2 separate regions of the Rattus norvegicus genome follow, and region 1 is linked to region 2. A link is a contact called in public Hi-C data. All regions are on one chromosome and are shown on one strand. Each heading gives the region's core, a stretch centred on a gene start, on an enhancer-like site or on the middle of the called end of the contact. The rest is flanking DNA. Distances are from core to core; before and after follow the strand shown. Region 1 overlaps Ppp1r9a (protein phosphatase 1, regulatory subunit 9A). Region 2 holds the start of Ppp1r9a (protein phosphatase 1, regulatory subunit 9A).

Region 1 (2,700 bases), core at 158-2,657, 220 kb after region 2:
GGAAAAAAGTCTTCCAGGCATATGAATTTGCCTTATTCTCTAACAACATAATACCTCTGGAAAATAACTCCTGTGGTTGTATATACATCTCCATGTTGTATGTTCAAGAATATGTACAATGTCGGGGTTGGGGATTTAGCTCAGTGGTAGAGCGCTTGCCTAGCAAGCGCAAGGCCCTGGGTTCGGTCCCCAGCTCCGAAAAAAAGAAAAAAGAAAAAAAAAAAAGAATATGTACAATGTCTAAGTACGTATGACCTTTAGTGGCTTCATTCTTGACTGGTAGGTTACCATGACTGTTTATTTGAGAGAGGACTTGTTATCTTCATAGCATCTTGCCTAGAACCCCTCCTCAATAGATGTTTATAAAGTTCATCTTTCTTTTTGAAGAGAAATATCAGAACCTAAGTTCTAGTCCAGTTCTAGTGTTGATTTGTTGTATAATTAGACAGGTTGGTCATTTGCTCTGAGCCTCAGTTTCCCCAAAATGGGAGTGTGAAGACTCTGGACCATTGTGCTCACCAAGGGCTTATAGTCAGAGGGCTCTCTAGGTAGTGAGGCCGAGGGGCCAGCATTGTAGGCATCAGGAAGATCTGTATAGACCAGGGTTTCTGGTGAGCACAAAAGACCTCTGCCAGTATTTTCACTGAGAAAGCTTGATGTATCTTCCTTGCCTGGCACACTCACACTTTGGGTATCTGTTAATGGCATCTGAGCCAGACAGACCACTAAGGTTATGGCATGAAACCAAGAAACCCAGATTCTGTGCAGTTCTAACACCACAGTAATTTGGACCAAAATAAGAAGGGGGGGGATAGTGGTCTTCAGTAACTTTGTGGCAAACCAACTAGGGATACAATATCGCCAAAAGAAACAGGGTGCCACAAGCCTCACTTAGTGGCTGTGCTCAGCTGCGTGGCAGAAAATGTTCATGGGCTGGGTTTCAGAGTGCCTCTCCCCCCACCCTCCAGTGGGCTGATAAAAACTCCTATTTGGACCTCTAAAACCAGGAGAATTTGGAATTTCAAAAACATCCTTTCCATTAAAAACATCCAGAGAACAAATTGTGAACCTATAAACTGTTTTCCTTAAATTCAAGGGCGTTTAGCCCTTAAAAAAAATGAATGGTGCATTGAAGACCCCTAGAAGGAAAACGGTGGGGGTTGGGGGAGGAGAATAAAGCAAACAAATGGCAAAGACGACTATTGTGTTGTAAAGAAAATGCTTTGGGGGCCGGAGTCTTTATTCGGGTAGATCTTTTGGAAGGCAGAAATTTGAATCTGTACCTTTCCTGCGATTAAAAAGGAACGGAAACAAACCGGAGATTTCTGTGCCACTGCGTCCCCGTCCCTCCTTCCTCTGCTGCAGAGCCGCTCTGCGGAATGTGAGAGCGACTCACAGAGCCACAGCGCCATCTTTCTGCACGATGTGGGACTGAATCTTCACTCTGTACCAGGCCTGTTGACTGGCTGGCTCGAGCCATTCTGTGGGCGAGCCTCGGCAAGGAAACAGCTCCTGGACGCTCAGATCATAAAGGAAGAGCTGCAGAGGCCAAGAAATGAGTCTTCTTTTCTTTGGCACTTTAGCAATTAAACTGGTAACTTAATCGGATATTAGGGACCGTGAGTCATAAACCCGGTGTTTAATTAGTTTGCACCCACTGAGTCATTTTACTTTCTAGACATTGTAATTTACAACCTGCTGCATTGCAGCAGCTTCTTAAGCTTTTTTTAAAATTGTGTCATAAGATATTCTTCTCGCTGCTGAGTCTTTAAAAATATAGAAACACTCTTAGTTGAGATGTTTTTCTTTTCAATTTTCAGTTGCAAATCAAACATGCAGTTACAGAAGCAGAGATTCAAAAATTGAAGACCAAGGTAAGCACCGCTCCGTGGTGTTTGAATTGTACTCTTTAAACTTCAGATACTCTGAGGAATTTGAAGCCTAGGAGTAATGGATTTGCTCCCGTGCATCTGAGAGCATATTTACATGAGAGGTTCATTTCCAACATCAAGTACAGACAGACCTTCCTTGAGGGCGAGCACACCCGCACACAACCCAGAGAAGGCCACAGGGCACTTGATATTTTAAATAGATTTATATTATTTATTCTCTCTGAAATTTCTTCAAAAATATTTTTAATGGCTCAAGCATCTGAACTGTGTACTAATTTCTTAAGTACAAGCTGGTATTTCAAATCTCCTTTTTTTTGTCATTTACCTTATAATAATTTCAGCTAATTTACTGGAAGCAATGTATTGTTTTAATGTGGAACATTAATTTCTTTTTAGAAAAAAAGTCTTCCCATGTTTAAGAAGTGAAGATTATACGGTCATTCTCTGTGCTGTGTAACTGATGTAGATTCAGGTGCTACTGGGAATCTTTAGATATACTAAGTTCACATTTTTTAGATTTGTTGAAGAGAAAGAATATTAGTAAAAATATATTTTTAATCTCTATGAAATAGTGAGAGATCCAAGTAAACTGTAAAATTCTTGTGCAAGATACAATTCTAGCTATTGTTGTTCAGTTCTATCAAATGTATGTTTTCAGAGACTTAAAGATCTCTTCAGTGACTTTCAAACGATTGTGTATTGCTTCCATGATCTTTTTAAGATTAAGATATAATTATTCCCTCCCACGAGTGGTCTGTTTTCTGATTCACAGTGGGTATTCGCTTTGGGTTTTCCACATGTTTTAAAT
Region 2 (2,700 bases), core at 198-2,697:
TGAGGCTTGTTAAAGGGGGTTTTAGAGCAGAGGATATGTAGATAGAAATACATGGGGTACGGTGAAGGTACACTCCAGAGGAGAGCTGGAGGCTTCTCTGAGGCTCTCTCTTTGCTTTCCTTCCAGTAATTTCCAATATATACCACTCAGGTCAGTTTTGAAAATATTGCCTTCAAAGGGTGAGCAAGGAATTTAAACGAGATAGCAGGGTAGTCCCAAAGGCGTGCCCTCCGGGTTTCAAATGATAAGGTAAAATTCTAGATCATCTGGATATGGGAAGGTAGGCTATCTTTACTGCCAATGAAGTTCTTGTTTGAGATTCCTAGGAAATGTCCTGGAAAAGAAATAAGGTACTTCCAAGGTCATCTGTAGTCTATCCTTACTTAAGCTTGGCTCGTAGCTATTTCAATGCACGTCCCTGCATGGAACAGGTCAGCCTGAAGGGCGGCAGCACTGAGTCATACCCTGATGGGTGCCATGGCTGCTAATACTACTGAAATTCTAAATCTGACGCGTTAGTGTTCTACAGAATATTAAGCACTTTTGCCTCTTTGTGGATTGCCTGTATTGAGAGGGTTATCTTGCTGCCTTTTCTATGCACACACGTAATTTCAAGCTATTGTTGCTACTATTTGTCTTTTCCTGATTCGGTTTCTCTGATCAGCCTTGGCTGTCCGGGAATTAGCTCTGTTGTCCAGGGTGGTTTCAAACTCTGAGATTATCTGCCTCTGCCTCTCTGTTGGCCTTAAAGTCATGAGCCACCACGGCTGCTTGTTTTTTGTATCTCCAGACAATGACTGCATTGTAGGGTGTCTAGGAACTCAATTCTCCTGTCCTGGGTGTTGTTGGGATTATGTATGCATCTCACACGTGTGGCAAAACCACAATTTTGTCTCTTCAAATATCATATCTCTGTCCCCACAGGGCTTTTGGAGGCATTAATGATCTATGTTGACCATCATAGTTCATTTTGTATGTAGGAGAAAAGTAGGTAACCCTTCACATATGTGGAAGGAGAGGGTGTACTGAGGGTTTAGAAAGGGGCAAAAGCAGGGAGTGTGAACTGAAAAGATATACAAGAAGAAAGTCCAAAGTCCTCTTCATCCCTTTCCTTCTAGCAGTGTGGTCTTTAGGGCCAGCTAGGTCATCCCAGTGGACACCACACTAGAATAGGGCCTAGGTCTTGGCCTTCTAGGCCAGTCCAGGCCATTGTGAGGCCTTGAATGCTTGGGGTCACCAGGTTAACTATAGACTTTGTGGAGTCCACAGCATCTGGGAGTCCAAACCCTGCCCTGGAACCCACACTTGCCAGGCCCCAGAAGCACAGGCCTTGCCCCAAGTGCCAGAGCCCCCTCGCCCACGGTCTTGGGGGTGGGGCGGCCTCGCCTCGGGCCGGTGCTTTTCGCCCTTCGTTGGCCGCCAGAGGCTCCCTCTCTCCCTCTCCTGGGATTTCGCTGCTGGGCTCCCTCTCTCTGCGGCCCTAGAGTTAATCCCATCAGCCGAGGTGAGGCACCTGTTACCCCGGGGCCTTCCTCATCCCCACGACCTGTCCCCTAGTCCACCGGGCCTCGCGGGCCTCAGGGCCCAGCGTGGGGGCCCCGCACGTGGGCCGAGCGGCGTCCCAACCCCAGGCCGCAGGCGAGGGTGTTAGCGCTTCGGGTCCCCAGGCCGGGCCGCCATGGCTGGGGTTGGATGGGGGGAGGGAGCGCAGCGCGCGTCCCGGGGCCGCCCCGCGCGGGCAAGACGCGCGTGGGGGGCCGAGGCGCGAGTGCAGGCGGCCGCCGCGCGCGCCGCGCCGTGACGAGCGGGCGGAGGGCACACGGGCTGCGCCGAACCCTCACGGTCACGGGGGGCGGGGGGGAGCGCCGGAGGAGTCCGACCTCCCGCCCGGGCCGCTCGGTAAGGGGGCGGCGTGCGGGTGGCGGGGCGGCGGGAGCGCGGGGACGCGGCGGCGTGCACAAAGGCGGACCCGCGGGCGGGTGGGGGTGGACTGCGGTCGGGAGCGCTGGGGTGAGGAGCGGAGGCATTATTCGCGGGATCTATTGTTTCCCGGCACACGGGGTGAAAAAAAAAAGAGGCATTTGTGGTCATCACCCTAGCATTTGCTCCCTCTGCTTAATGGGGCCGGCGAGCTTGTCTCCTCCCGGTGCCACACACAGGGATCCGCCTGGCAGCCGCCGGGAGCCGCAGCCAATGTGTTAGGACTTCAGGTGCTTCTTGGCACAAAGCTAGACTGCGACCTCCTACCGTAGCGCTTGGCGTCACCTGCTCTCCCGGCCCTGCCCCGGGGCCGAGGTATTGCGTCCCGAACCAGGCTGGGGAATCGGCTGCCTCTCAAGTTGGTGTTATTTATGTTTGTCTTTTGTGAGGGCAGGTTTTGAATCCCCGGCGGCCCCTTCGCCCCCGCCTCCGCCCCCTCGGGCTTGAATTGGCGGAGGGAGGGAGCGGGTGTGCAGCTAGGGGAGAGGGGAGGGTGTTTATGGGTAAAAGGACATTGTCAACGCTTTCCAAAAAAAAAAAAAAAAAAAAATAATAATAAAGAAAGAAAGAAATAAAAAATAAAGAAAAAGAATAAAACCAAACCCAAAACCATAGGCACCACACTCCTCTCTTGTTTTGTTTGCCTGAATGGGCCATGCATGCATGCTGGGCCAGCAAGCTGAGTTTTGGAGCTGATTTAAGTGAAAGATAGGCTTCCTC

Evidence for each region. A called contact is a pair of places that touch in the nucleus more often than the background predicts.
Region 1: a Hi-C map of kidney shows a contact between it and region 2, with 9 times the contacts expected there. The contact joins the enhancer-like site here to the promoter of Ppp1r9a in region 2. A contact is called at or near these places in 5 of 12 Hi-C or Micro-C datasets (Schwann cells, frontal cortex, kidney and 2 more).

Annotation. Positions count from the first base shown.
Region 1 is chr4:34,204,129-34,206,828 of GRCr8, forward strand. It overlaps Ppp1r9a (protein phosphatase 1, regulatory subunit 9A), which reads left to right. Exons shown (of 21, transcript NM_001401497.1): 9 at 1,821-1,874. Among named protein-coding and RNA genes, the nearest start is that of Pon1, 82 kb to the right of the region's middle. Within about 2 kb of position 1,408, at least 52 of the 93 cell types and tissues checked have an H3K27ac peak or open chromatin away from gene starts, as enhancers often do. A contact at or near this core is called in kidney, where this site is marked.
Region 2 is chr4:33,987,380-33,990,079 of GRCr8, forward strand. It overlaps Ppp1r9a (protein phosphatase 1, regulatory subunit 9A), which reads left to right and starts at 1,448. Exons shown (of 21, transcript NM_001401497.1): 1 at 1,448-1,504.